2 separate regions of the Mus musculus genome follow, and region 2 is linked to region 1. A link is a contact called in public promoter capture Hi-C data. All regions are on one chromosome and are shown on one strand. Each heading gives the region's core, a stretch centred on a gene start, on an enhancer-like site or on the middle of the called end of the contact. The rest is flanking DNA. Distances are from core to core; before and after follow the strand shown. Region 1 holds the start of Mtx3 (metaxin 3). Region 2 has its middle 40 kb from the start of Gm41019.

Region 1 (7,355 bases), core at 3,057-5,556:
CCAGGGCCTGGCCTAAAGTAGCTGTCCAGGATGTCATCACAGAAGCGGCACAGGTTGCAGAGCTGTTTCAGATGCTTCTGTAAGTGAACTTTGGGAAAACTCACTTTATAAAGAGGCGCAAGGAAACCGAACACATAGGCGTCCAAGGTGGAAGGCCTGGAGACAAAGGACTCTCCTTCAGGGGCACTTAAAGGTACTTTTAGGATTCAAACCATCTGTCAAGTCTAACAGACAAATCACATTCTAAATGGTTTACTACCATTTTTGTTTCCAAAAGTGGGGCAGTCCAAGTTTTACCTTCTAAGTAGTTTTAAAGATAGTCTAACCATTTACTTTATTCAGAAGCAGCTGAGGTTGTGAACTACAAATGTTGTATACTAGAAGCAGGGTGAGAATAATGTTTGATACTTTTATAGCTACATACTCAGTATAATAACCTAATGTTAGATTAATGCAAACAACAAAAACAATAACACCCAGTAAATCTTGAGCTAAGACTAGAACCCAGGGCCTTGTGTAAGCTATTTGAGAACGCTGTCACTCAGCTAAGCCCCAGAACCCCCTTTGAAGTGGAAAACTGATCTTTTGGGGGCAATGGAAGAACTGGCTTTAACTTACATATCACTGAATACAACAGCATGTATCAAAACTACATTTTTTTCCCCATGATACAAATGACAGAGTATATTTATACAATAAGAATCAACACAAATCCAGAACCACCCACCACCAGCCCTGTCTCTGAGAAACAGCTGGTGACTTCCTCCAGGGTGTTCGTCAGGAAGGGTATGGTGGCACGTGTGTATCCAGGGGCTTCATGATCAGTACAATGGGCAACAGTCATGTGCTTTGGATACCCTGTAGGAGGAGGGGCCCTGTGGCTGCTGAGATAGAGCCTCGGCCAGAAGGGCTCTTATCTTCTGCAGCAGAATCACTGACCCAACTTTTTGTTGTTGTTAAGGGATAAGAGATGGCTTATGTTTGACTTAAATATGAGTGGCTATGGCCCAGGAACACTGACTTGGGTTACTCCACGTAGGGTTTTCAGTGTGGCAGCAGTTTCATGACGTTTTCATAATTAATAGCACAAAGAAAGCTGAAAGTCATTTTTATAAATACACTGGTAGAAATATCAAAACAGTGTCTTATGGCTATATGACTTTTAAGAGAATTTACTCACGTGTCACCAAAGAAAAACTGAGATGTTCCCAATCGGTTTGATAGGAGATTTAGGCACTCCCTGGCATCTCTATATATCTAAAAAGGATGAAAAGTGCTTTGCAGGTAGAAATTCTAGGTAAGGCCACCTCTCCCTTTCCAACAGAGCGCCGGCTGGGAGAATCCAGGCTGTACCTGTGCTTCCACTTCTTGGACATGGTAGAGGGGAGGTTCTCCCCTTGTCAAGAGAATCCTATTCAGGGCTCCTCTAGACATCCTTCCCGGCAGGATTAAACTCAGAGGGAAAGGGATACGAGAGGCAAACCACGGCTTTGTCACGGTGAAGTAGTTCTCATTCTCCACCCAGAAGGTGTGAAGCTGCCAAAGAAGATAAAGCATTATAGGGAAGCTCCGCCAAGACAAACCCCACCCAGTCAATGTGACGGTATTTTCATAATTGTCTTTGAATAAAGTAACTTCATTTAAATTTTCCAGATCAAATGACTCAAGGTAAAAATGAGATTATTTTAACCATTATGAATTGTGTTCACTGCTATATCTCAGGACCCAGGATACGGCCTAGCACGTAGTCAGTGCTCAGCAAACAGTCTCAGGATGAACGAACTACAATATAGCCAATTCTATACATGGAACAAAGTCTCATCTTCCATCAATAGTGTTCATTTCCAAAACAATATTATTGTACTGGACTGTAACTCAGTGGTAGAATGTTTCATTAGCCAAACAAGCAAACAAACAAAGCGGACTACCCACTTCAATGGGAAGGTAAATGTCTAGGAGAATTCAGCTTTGTCATAATATAAAAGATCAAGGCTAATACAAGAAATCTCCCCTTTAAGACGCCCCCCGCCCCCAACAACCCTTTTTGTTCTTTCTAAACAGACTACAACATTTTCAACTAAGTCACTGAAATACTGTCTGTCATACTCAGAGATGCTCACCACAGCAGGGAGAAGTTTCTCTTCCAGGAGAGCGATGTAAGCCAGTGTGTCTGCCCCTTGTTTTGCTGAGAGCTCACAGTCAGCATTATATTTCTATCAAAGAGAAAAACAGTCTCTCAGAGGTCAAAGGACATTCCTAGGACAAGGGAGATAAACAAGTTAGAACTCCTATTCTCCCTCACAAATGTCAAACCTAACATTAAGAGGGAGGAATACTAACCAATGAAAACTTTCTTAATGCACCATACACAAAAAAACCCCAATGTTGCTTACAGCTTGTCAACTACATTCTATTGCTTTCATGCTTATCAATGACCTTTGTTCAAAGTATGGCACGTGGTACAAGTTAATGAATAAAAGCAATTGTTTTTCATAAGGAAGGAAAAAAACATACAGTTCATTAAAATGTTTTTTTTTCCATAAAAAAAGGAAACTTCTCAATTTAGAAACGGTTCAAATTTTAATGGTACAAGATTTTTTTCTTAAAGTACTGACAAATCACGTATACCCGTCATGTTTATAGGAATCATTTTATGTTTAAATATCATGACTTACTACATAAATATTTACACTTCACACACTTTAGATACGTGCTTTCATAAGGCGTGTAACTATCAGATAAGTGCTTTTTTAAAGTAGAAATACAAAACTCAGTATTCAACTCAGTGGTAGAACGCTTGCCTACCAGTGACTACAAGGTCCCGTATTCAAATCTCAGCATAAAACCAAACCAAACCAAACAATAACAACAAAAGTGATCAAATAAAATAGTTGCCATATGATGGGAACTCGGGTGTCACACTTAGCATGAAATGTATAGTAACAACAGGACTAAAGTGATAACATTATCAACAAGAATAAGTCTGAATAACTAAATTGAATCTTATATCCTTTTCAAGAAATTCACAATAAATACATTACATATACTTCATTAAACTTCCAGATCACAGTAAAATAAAATGCATGCCTTTCAGCACCAGTAAGCAAGTCTTTGTTTCTCTATTGTCAAGATCCAGGCATTCCCAGTTGCCCCAAAAATTAAAATCACCTTATAGTGAACTAAAAATAAGTCATACAGGATGCCAGGTGTAATTGTCACACCCACAATTCTAGCATTTAAAGCCAGTCTGTGCTGCACAGTGGCAGCATAGATTAGCATGTAACCCAGTCTGAAATAACAATAATAATAATAATAATAATAATAATAATGAGTAACATGCAGAAAACTACCTACTTCTTCTAAAGGAGCTACCCACCTGTTTTCTTAGAAAGTTTAGAATTTTTGCAGGCTTAGAAACAATGCTGTCTTCAGTTGTCAAAATTGGTACATCACCTATAATCAAAAACAATTTACACACAAGCAAACACCGTGATTTATTCTGAAGATTACAATGCCTTAAAAACTACACCAGTTGGCACATGGAAGAGTATGGGTATAAACTTCTGTGGGCTTTACAAAGGGCAGCACTAAAAAACATTTTCGTCTCTCCAATTTTCCAGGTTTGTCTTGTACCTTTAGTTCTTACTCGAAATGACCAAACACAACCAACACACAGCCAAGGTCATTCTAAGAAGCTAAGACGCCCCAAGTACTCTTGGGCTATATGGCTGTAATGCAGAAAGGGATGCAACTGTTGAAAAGGGCAGAGAGGGGGGCGTTTGAAAGCTTATACTGTACCTCTTGACCCTCTCCAGGTGTTATCTATAATATTGATTTTCAAGGGCGCGCCAGAAAACTTGGCATAAGCCTGAAACAGAGTTTGCAATAAGAGATTTTAGACACTGAGAGCAGGCTTGCAAGGTCTGCAGCACGGCTCTGACTGATGCACCCTCAAAGGCAGCCTGAGGCTGCCCACGCCCCTCCCCCGTCCGCCATCGGGGACGCGCAGGCTCCCCGCTCCTGGGGACCTCGGATGCAGGAGGCAGGGCCTGAGGTTGCGGGGCCGCGTGTGTGCTTCTCCAACTGCAGGAACAGCGCCGCCGGGCCGCCGGGACCTGACGCTTGCAAGCGGCCCGCCGGTCTCCAGCGGAGCCCGCGGCTAGCCAGCCCAGTCCTCCCGCGCCCTGGCCCGCGAGGCGGCCTCACCAGCACCACCAAGGACTCGCTGTGGACCGAAGGGAGACCCCAGCCTCCTCCCCAGCAGCTGAGCTCCATGGGGGCCGCCATCTTGCCGGGGCTGACCTCTGTCACCCGGAAGTACTCGTACCGCCCACTCTCCAGCACGTGGAATGGAGGGGGGCGGGACGAGGAGCTGGGACTGACTCCTTGGGGCTTTGGACAGAGTCAGAAAGGACAGCAGCAGGCCTTTGAGAGAAGGTTTAGCAACCAGACTAGGAGCTGTGCCGGAAGGGAAACAGACCTCCTAAGAGTCCTCCAAGTATTTATTGCATTCAGTATTAATGTACAACAAAACTTGAAAGCATCACTATGGTATATATAAATCTGTACAAAAGTAGTTTAAACTGACATGGAGGTCGTCGGTACAAGTTTGCGATGTTCAGTCATTGTGATGGTCCTTTGCCTGCCTGCCTTTCCAGTCTCAATTTCAGTTGGCATTCTTATGTTAATGTGATTCAACCTCATTCAAAATTAACCCTGTTCCTAAGTTTTTAACAGGGGACTCCAACGTGCACACTCCTTTAATTCAGAATGGCTTTCCTCTCTAGTGGCTCTCCCCAAACTAAGTTTAGTGTGGCTGGAGAGGTTGCTCAGTTAAGAGCAGTTTTTGAAGACTTGTCTTGGTTCCCCCAACCTACGCTGTGTTCACAGTCATTTTACTCCAGTTCTTTGAGACCTGAGTCCCTCTTCTGGCCTGTACCGGCACTAGCCCTTCACGTGGTGCATACGTGCAGGCAAAGCACACACATAAAAAGATTTTTTTTTTTTGAGTTAAACTTAGCTTTTTCAAAATCATGAATTTCTTCCAGCTTCCTGAGGCTCCCTGTATGCACTTGAATTTTGAATTTTGCTTCTGTCCATATTCACAGGCCTTTTGCCATCCACTCTACAGAAGCTCTTTGTGGCTTCCTAGGTGTGGGGCCAGTGAAGACACAGAAGGTCTTGTGTTTAGAAAGGCTCTTCATTCACGTCATGTTCTGCTATCACTCTCTTGAGGTCATAATCTTGGTGCAAAGGGCTCTGCACTTTTATTTTAGACTAAGCATTGTAAGTCATTCAGCCAGTCTTGTCTTTGGACCTAATGGGCATGCACTAAATATTAATTTCTCAGAAAAACCATTAAAGAAAAAACTTGGCAATGTGGAGATTTGGGCATACTGTTTGGATCTCAGAATCAGGACCTGGGAGCTGTGTGATTTTTATAGACAGAACAATAGTCTTTCTGGAACAGCCCTTTTGATACATCTTTGGGTTTTCTATTTTCCTCTATCACAAGAAGATGCTAGGGTCCCCTTCAATTGAAACCTATTGCCGTAACAATAATATTCAGCAACATTTTCTAGGCATTTTTCTGCACAGTAAGGGGGCAACTCTCCAAAATTACAGTTCTGATTTCCTAAAGTCTTTTTTAAATATTTTGCCTCAAAAATAGTATATCTCAAAAATGGAAAGAAAAGACATTCCAATCCTAAAAGTCCATTAGTCACACTTTTTAAGTAGGAAATGCTTAGCAAATGTATAGTTGAAACTAAACAACACATTTATTGAGCAGAGAGTACATCTGAGGTACTAGGAGGCTCTGGAAGAATACATAGATGGATGTGGAGTGTCTCCTTAGGAATGTATAGTCTACAAACCAGACATTACACATAGGTAAATATAAAAAGCCATTGTTCCACTAAAGAGATGGCTCGGCTGTTAAAGGCTAGGTTACAACCAAAACTATAAAAAGCCATTGTCACAAGTAAATGTAGAGATTTATAAAATATTAACAACACAGAGGAGGAACCATGCATCACTGTAGGATTTTTGGGGGATGGCTGGGCCCCCTTCATATTAAGAAGGTAACTTAACTTTCTGACTCAGTGTAAAGGAAAGTTCATGCTTTGAGAAATAAAATTCTAAGCAATAAAAATAAAGCTGAGAGTCTGTATCCTACAATAAGACATTTTAAATCAAATGCTGCAGTGAGGATGTGGGTTCTCTGTGTCTTGTTGGCCACTGAGGTGGTGGGTGATCATTCTTTGTGGACACATAGGTGATTACTTAGTGTGACCTTCTCTCCATTGCTCCTGCCACTTACACTGATTTTATTTGCATTAGAGAGAAATTTAAATCCATTCTCTTATTAAGTTAAGGCAAAGAACACCATTTCTCCCAATCTGATAAGAAAATTCCTTCTTACAGGTTTATGTGTGCCTAGTTAATAGCAATCTTTGTGTTGCTGTAATTCCTTTTGAGATTCTGTATCTGCTAGCTTGAATTTTAAAATACTGGTGTACCTTGTTGCACAACCAGGCTGAATACTGTTCCAGACAATGGGGAAGAAAGCTGAAACCATTGGTATGGGTACTTGGCTCCTATATCCTTCCTGGCTGTTAAAGACGTTGTTCCGAGTTCATCAAAATCATCATTTCGGATTCTTCCCAGGCAAAGCATTCTCGCTGTCTGCAAAGCATTTGTGTATGGGCAGGATGGCCTAGAGCACAGCTTTATAATGACTCTTCCAGACCACGTTTTTCCTTGAACATTTTTGTTTTTCAAAAGATGCTCATTCAGTGGCTTCGTCTGAACTTAGAGGACCTGACCTTGGCATCCAGTCCTGTCACTCATGTGTTTCATAGTTTTACTTGGGGCCATGATACAAGTTCTTTTACAGTCCCCTCATGCTGCATTCCTGTGACTAGGAATCTATGAAATGTAGTTCCTGGCAATGATGGGATGTTTGTGATAAATGATCATGCAGTGTGGTCCTTTATGGGGGAGTTAAACTGAAGAGCCTTGAATGTCCCTTAGTTCACGTGCAGATTTAGAAATCCTTAAGGAGAAAACTCCCATTGAAAGTAGGTCACGAGAACTGGTTTTGTTGTTTGTTTGTTTGTTTGTTTGTTTTTAGTTTCTAAGTTTGCTGTGTATTTGTGAGCCAGTGATTTACTTTGATTCCTTGATTTTTTTCAATTATAAAGTGAAGGTTCATTTAACTCTGAGGCATCATCATTATATGTGCAATGAACATTTAGTAATAACTGACATTTGTGAAACAATAAACACCAGAATTGTTTTTAGTATGTGACACAACTCATTTGATCTCATGTTATCTCCTCCAGTTTTCATGG
Region 2 (7,355 bases), core at 3,365-5,864, 120 kb before region 1:
TCTCAGGGATCTCACCCTTTCCTTCTGTGCCAACACTGTATCTCCTTGAAGATTTCCCCCTATTTCTTTTCCTCAAATGTCTTCAGACCAAAGTCCGGACAAGAATATATACTTCATGGTTTTTGTTTCCTTTTCCTTAGTGTGCTTTAAGTGAAGAAAATGAGCTGTTCCAAGTCTTGGTCTCAGGCACCTAGCTCACAGTGGTCCACAGAGTTACGTGTTCCTATCATTTTTAATGGTCCGACATGCATCTCCAGGAAGAGACCCAAGCGCTTTTACCAACAGAGAAGAGGCGAGACAGTAATGGGCTCATTGATAAGCAGTTCTCACAGCTGGAATTCCCACTGGTCATGGAGCAGCAAGAATGAAGGAAGGGCTTGACTCAGTTCTAAAGGACATTCTGTGTTAGCTGTACCTTTTCCTAGACTTGTCCCATGTGACCTTATTTCTCATTTTCTCTTTGGGCAACGTGCTGTGAGTTTTCACCCATGAGGAAGTGACAAATGCTACTTTCAGCAAACAGCTATAGGGAGATACTTTGTGAGTGGTTCCAACTGAGCAAAACTGACGGGAAATTCTGTCACATAGGACAAAGGGGACTATAGAGGCTTGAGTAATTAGGAAAAAGAAGACAAAACAACAATAATAGCTTCCTCCTCCTCCTCCTCCTCCTCCTCCTCCTCCTCCTCTTCCTCCTCCTCCTCCTCTTCTTCTTCTTCTTCTTCTTCTTCTTCTTCTTCTTCTTCTTCTTCTTCTTCTTCTTCTTCTTCTTCTTCTTCTTCTTCTTCCTCTCCTCCTCCTCCTCCTCCTCCTCCTGCTCCTCCTCCTCCTCCTCCTTCTTCTAGACAGAATATGTGTTGTGTTGCCCATGTTAGTCTAAACCTCTGGGCTCAGATGAGAAAGGTACTTAGTCTTTCAACCTCCCAAGTAGCTAGGACTTTTTGAAATTAGCCCTTAAAGGATTGGCTAAGCAGAAAGAGGGTTCGAGAAGACAATTTAGATGAATTAAAGAGGATATGGTAATATATTGGACATATGTGTAATATAATTATATATGTAAAATAGTGCAAAATTCAAGAGGATTGGGTGATACACAGTCACAGTGTGTGTGCCCGGGGTCCCCATAACTCAACTCTTTTTCTAGAGGTAATGTTAATATTAGCATGTAGTTAGTAAATGCAGAGAACCCATCCATTCCCTCACTCGAGGCTGGATGATGGAACCATCTTTTAAGAACAGAATCAAGCATGCATGTTTCCATTGTTTTCTCTGTGGTGAGTCACATGGCATCTCTTTCCAACCTCTTACTCCACACTAAAGACTCCACACACCATATTGTGGGCCAAGTTCCTGTACCAAAATGTAGAAAATTTGAGACCAAAGGTAATTATCTCTGCCCCCACCCAGAAATCCACAAAACTCTTCAGAGACTTTGGGTTCCTACAGGGCAGTCATTGTGGGCTTGAGCCAAAAAGGAACAGAATCCAGATCTAAGGCACTGGGTGCCCTGGCAGACCCGTGGCATAATCAGTCATTAGATGGAGACCAGACTGGCTCAGGTGGGGACAGAGGCAAGGCTTCCTCTGCCAAGAGCTAGTGTGCAAAGCAGTTCCCCAGAGAACCCTTGAAAACCATTGGCATGCATCATGACTCTCACAGAGGGGTTTACAGACTGGGGAAGAAAACTGAGAGCACATATTTGGAGCCCAGCTCTCCCCAGCTGGGTTTCCTGACCAGTGAAGGCCTCCCTCATGGAAAGGTTACAAGGGAAAGATTCCGATTTTTCTTCCCCTGCTGTGAAATCAATTAAAAACAGGATGGATACAAAATGGTTTTATAACCTCCTCCACCTCCTGGCATGCTTTCTTCTTGGGGATGGGCCAGCCCAGAGTGAAGAGACCAGAGTCTCATGGTCTGAAAATTCAGCAGCAGCTTAAAGAACAGTGGCCTGTTGCTCCAGCTCTCCTCAGGGGACCTGAGGCTGGCTGGGAAATGTCTCCCTGGAAAGTGCAGAGAGAGAGGGGGATCCCAAGGAAGGGGAGTGTGAAGGAGGCTCCAGCCAGCCTCAGCCTCCACAACCCACAGGGTCCTCAGGAATAAAGCAACCAGATTTCAAAGAGACTTTATCCCCCAAAGAATAATTCAAAGGGCTTGTGATGCTTAGACAAAATTGATTTATAGGAACCAACATCAATAATTGTTCTTGCTTGCTTTAATCATAGATGGCCTTTACTGAGGACCACTTTGATCCAGGCTCATCATTAGGCGCTTTCTGAGATTACCTCTGATTCGTGTAATACCATGCCAGATTAAGTAATATTTTCTCCAATTTCAGTATAAGAAAAATGAGGTCCAGAGGGGCTAAATAATCTGGCTAACACAAAACAGTAAATGTCAAAGTCAAGTCTAATTTACATTGTCTGCTAACAATAACAATGCTACTTTAACAGTAGTAATTGTAATAATAGATGTTATCAGCTGAATACCCGTGTACCTGATACTGGGCTCTTTGGAACGTGATACCTGAAATCTTCATAACAGGTAGGGAGAAAGCTTCCCAAGATCATGTTACAGATGAAAAGCTTATAGCTCAGCCAACAGCTCAAGGACATGCATGAACTGACTTGGTGAGTCTGGCTTTGAACCCAGGTCCTTTGATACTGGTACTCAGTCCAATGTGACTGGATGAAACTTCAGGGATTCAGGATTACACACTCGTCCCTAGGTGTTTTTGATACTTCTGTTGTCTCCAGACAGAGGCCCCAGCTTGTCAATGGTTCTCTGAGACTGAACTGAGCTGTACACAAAGAACACAACAGGCTCTGCCAACACACATTGTTCTCAGCTGCATGTAATGTTTCCTAAGGTCTTGGCCAACTTGGCTCAGGCATTTTAGACATCTTGAGGGCCATGGTTCTAAGCATCCTGAGTGGATCGACAGATTCTGTTGGGACACTGTGCTTCAAACTACAAAGCTGCCTACATTTTCCCCAGTGAAGAATATTAGCTGGAACTAACTGGTCATTTCAGAGTATGGCTGTCCAGTGTCCACTGCACTCTTGACGAGAAGTTATGTGGATGAGATCCCATGGTTTAGATCCCCTCCCTACTCGTTAGATAGCTCTCACTAACTGTCTTCTCTGGACCTCTGTACTTTCTAAAGCACAGTAAGACAATTACCACTGTTAGACTAGTCCTCCCCTCTCCTTCCGTCACCCATGGACGATGGTGAGACAGTTCACAATTGGGTAGACTTGGAGAAATAGCCAATAGCATGCATGGGTGGCATGTGCCCACAGCTAGAACATAAGCTTCCTCAGGCTCCCTCTGTGCCCACGTCTCTCATGATAGTCAACTTCTAGCCACTCTGACTCAGGGACATTGCCCTGACTTGAAACACTTCCCTCTGAGGGTCTTAAAAGCTCACTCTGAAAGTCTAGCTAGACTTGAAAGTAAAGCTTATTTCTAGAACGATCTATTTCAAAGGTTTATTTCTTGACACTTGAGATTGCCATGCCATTTCAGCTGTCCCACTAGTACCAGTGATTAGTCATTCATTCATTCATTTTCCTTCAATGAAGGTCTATTGAAACTTCTCTTTCAGGGACCAAGTACTGACAAGTACTGTGAACAAGGAACTTAATTGACAAATGGTCCAGCTATTGTGCTCCATGATCCATTACTGCCTCTGTACTAGGGTCATGCTTCCTGTGGGCAGCTCCTGGCCACTGAGTGTGACTAGGATGCAAAGGCAGCCTTTTCCTTGGGAACATGCTCCTCTGGTGGCCACCTATGAAATAAGGTATCTCAGCAACCATTTGACCCACTTTCTATTGCTGCATGTTCTAGGATGCTTCTGCCCAGTCGTTTCCCATGTTCCCCTTCCCTTGGAGCCAGCCTGCTCTGTTCTCCTGTGTGCTACAGGCCTGGATGACATCGCTCAGGGATGCTGAAAGAATTAGCTGACAAAGAAAGATGAAGATGAAGGAAGGGGCAGGGACTCAGGGCAGACCAGCACATTCCCCTCCTCCTCAGGAGGAAGAAATGTCAAACCTTCAATGCCCTTCCTTTAAAAATTCCAGACCATTTTTGATAGAAAGCAGAGTGTTTCAGGAATAAGGAATTGTTAGTAGAATCATTTATTTTATTTTATTTTATTTTATTTTACCTACAAGATTTTGTTTTCCTCCCCCTAATAAATTTTTACCCTTATGGTGGCAATAAGAAGGCAGAAGAAGATTCTACTGTCTCATGTTGGTAGGGCCAACTCCTGACTAGAAGCCTAGGTAGACTCCAGGCTGGACCAGCCCAATAATCTGGCATGCTTGTATGGAAACCAACACTGGGTTCTCTGTAACTGATGGCAGTGAGCTTCTAGATCCTTCTAACCAGTAGTCTAGATTCAGGTCCCTCGTGGCTGCCCAGGGAGAACATCCCAGCTCTGGCTGCCACTTGGCAAGCAGAGCTCTCACTGCACACACATAAATTGCTTTTCTGGTTTTATTTTTTAAAAACAAATAAAAGAATAACATTGACACCCAGGGAGGCCATTAGAGAGAACAGGAGTAACAAGGAAGCAATGAGGAACCTGTGGGTGTTTGGTGAAGGTAAATGAGGTTGGGTTGGGCTGTTCGGTGGGTGTGGCTGCTCTGTCAGGATTTCCACAGTGTCTTTCAGATCCATTCTTTATCTGTGTGGTTCCTGGAGGTTATGTAGGCGTGCCAGAGCACTACAGTTACAGCGAGAGGAACAAACGACCCTACAGGGGAGTATTTGAGGAAGTATTTTTGACCACTAAAAGGAAGTAGATCTTTACACAGCCTGGAGTCTTTGAATGGAACCCACCACCCCCAAAGAGTCTGAGGTAAAAATTAACAAGGGCCCTAGGAGTCACTGATATTAGCTGTACTGGTCATTAGGATTATGAAGAACAAGTCACCGTGTTCCTACCGGAAAGTTCTCCGTAGCTCTCTAATAGAAGTCATCAAAGCCACATTGCATTCCTTAGGGTGCTGGGAACATAGAGTCTCCTTTCTCTGCAGGATGGTGGTATCTTGTTGTGTTTCCCACCCTTCCTTCATTGGTATATTGCCACTTTCTCGTCAAACCCAGTTCAAATAGACCCTCCTCTCAGAGCAAGGCTGATTGCTGCTTCCTCTTTACAAAGCACATCCCATGTCTACTTCTCTACAAGTACATATGTACTTGTGTACACAACTAATATACAAACTTCTCTAGGACAGAGACCATATCAGATTCATGTGCCCATCTTCACTGGTTGGTATGGTCACTGGTTCCTGGAGCTAGCCCATGGTCCCTGAGTGGAATGTTGAATGAGTAGGGAGGTATTGAGCTTCATCGGCCAACACCTCACTGCTTATGACTCAAACAGTGTCCTTCAGGGGCTTCCCAGAGCTTTGTGCCTGTATCATGTGAGCAATCCTCTTCTTCTGGACAGACATCTGCTTAGCTAGGCTAATATACATGCTTGTCTCCAGAACAGTCATCAGGCTGTCTGAAGTCACGTAGCCAAGAGGCTTGTTAAGATTTTAGTGTCTCTAACTGTGTCTCAGAGGCAAGTGAGTCAGGTCCCAAGAAGTCTGGACTAGAAGTCTTGCCAGTGCACATTCCAGAGCCTAGGAGATTCTAGAAAAACAGACATATCACCTTTCAGGCTGAAATCACTGGGCACTGCATTTGAAAGCTGGGTTTCCTACCAGTCCTTAGGTTGTGAATGACACACAGTTTATTGGAACCATTATGAGGTCACTAAGCAAGCTGAGGTCTGAAAATTTTAAGACAGGTTGAACCAGAGATAAATCAAATACTACATGTGCATGTTAAAGAAGAAAAAGATATGAAAAGGAAAAGAACAGAAATCAAAACCAAAAACATCAAGAAGCCCAAACTAAACAAAACAGCAAGCAAATACTCAACCATCAGGAAGCAGAGACTGGAGGATTAGAGGTTCAAGGTCAACTTCAGAGTAATAATGTGTTCAAGGCCAACCTGAGATAATAAGACCCTGTCTCAAAAAATAATAAAGCAAAATCTTGGAAGACATGAACCTTGTATGCAAATCCCAGTTTTAATCCATTTAAACAATCATTTGACCTGACCTTCTGGAACATGTCAATGATCAATTTTAAACACAGACATACTTGATTAACTTAGCAGCAAATGTAATTTGAAGAACTACATATAGATTCTGGTTCATTCCTCTGAGAGCTATGAAGCTGCCCACGTGTTCAAGGTCCTCTGCTGGGCCCTTCAACAGGATACATACTGGGGCTACCTCTCCACTCTGGGGCATGTAGTCTGGAAAGATCAGGTCACTGTGGCCATCGAAATGACTCATGAGGGTTTTGCTTTGGGACATCCAGGAGGTTGTGCTAATGTACAGTCAGCGCTCGAGGAAGATCTCTCGGAGGAAGTTGTTTATAAGCCAATGGCAGTGGTTCAGAAGCTAACACTGTCATTGAGGTGGTCAGGACAAGGATGCTCCAGGATAACAGGATCTGGAGGCCCCAAGACTTTTAAGAGCTGAAGATTCCAGAATTATTACAACAGAGTGGATGGGAAAATGATGAGAAAAGTCTTAAGAGATAGGCAGAGACAAAATTTTAAAAGAACATTTAACAATTGAAGCATGAATACGAATTCATAAACACATAAACTCCAAATTTTAAAATGTATGCCATCTCACCCTCTAAATTGGCTAGATTATGGATATTATTAAGTCTCTTCCTAAGAGAGTTGCAGGATATACAAACTTTTCGTAAATTTGTCTATTTTTACTCAATTATGTACCTGCTGCTAGATAAACAATGCCCTTGAGTTCTGATAAATCTGTCCCAATGATTTCCCCACTAAATTGCTAGGCATTAAATAACAAGCCATCTCAGGAGAAAAAAAATTCACCCGATTTCAACAGTACTTTTCAAGATGCCATTCTCTTAGCATTGGCTGAAATAACAAAATTAGTTAGCAAAATTTTGTAGTCCTTATAATACTGTCTTAGATTTTTATCTATTCAATATCTCTTTATTGACTAAATCATGAAATTTGTACATTAGGCTATGGTAATGCAATGCCTTGGTTGGATGAAGGTTTCTAGCTGGCAGTTAAGTGCTGAGCTGGGAGCTTGGAATTTTGGCTCAGCCACTTACCTTAACCTCTATGCACTCCCAGTTTTCTCATTTAGAAGATGGAGATTTTTATATCTATAGTCCTCAACTGAATTCACATACATTACTAGCTGGCACTTCCTACCCATTAGCTCTCACTTTCAGGAATTGAATTAATATTGTGAATGCCCAAGCCAAGTGAGTGAGCATCAGGTATGTTTTGGCCAA

Evidence for each region. Promoter capture Hi-C pulls out the DNA fragments that hold promoters and counts their contacts.
Region 2: a contact with region 1 is called in a promoter capture Hi-C map of pre-B cells, with 2.2 times the contacts expected there. The contact joins the enhancer-like site here to the promoter of Mtx3 in region 1. A contact is called at or near these places in 5 of 39 promoter capture datasets (the C10 cell line, hippocampal neurons, liver and 2 more), 3 of 484 Hi-C or Micro-C datasets (astrocytes, brain and forebrain) and 1 of 115 datasets of contacts at active chromatin or transcription factors (microglia).

What each region holds. Positions count from the first base shown.
Region 1 is chr13:92,841,719-92,849,073 of GRCm38.p6, reverse strand. Mtx3 (metaxin 3) reads right to left here and starts at 4,306. Exons shown (of 9, transcript NM_001162945.2): 1 at 4,207-4,306; 2 at 3,799-3,868; 3 at 3,377-3,453; 4 at 2,121-2,213; 5 at 1,354-1,536; 6 at 1,181-1,257; 7 at 1-156. The coding sequence starts at 4,287.
Region 2 is chr13:92,961,775-92,969,129 of GRCm38.p6, reverse strand. No RefSeq gene overlaps it. Among named protein-coding and RNA genes, the nearest start is that of Gm41019, 40 kb to the left of the region's middle. Within about 2 kb of position 4,614, at least 41 of the 459 cell types and tissues checked have an H3K27ac peak or open chromatin away from gene starts, as enhancers often do. A contact at or near this core is called in pre-B cells, where this site is marked.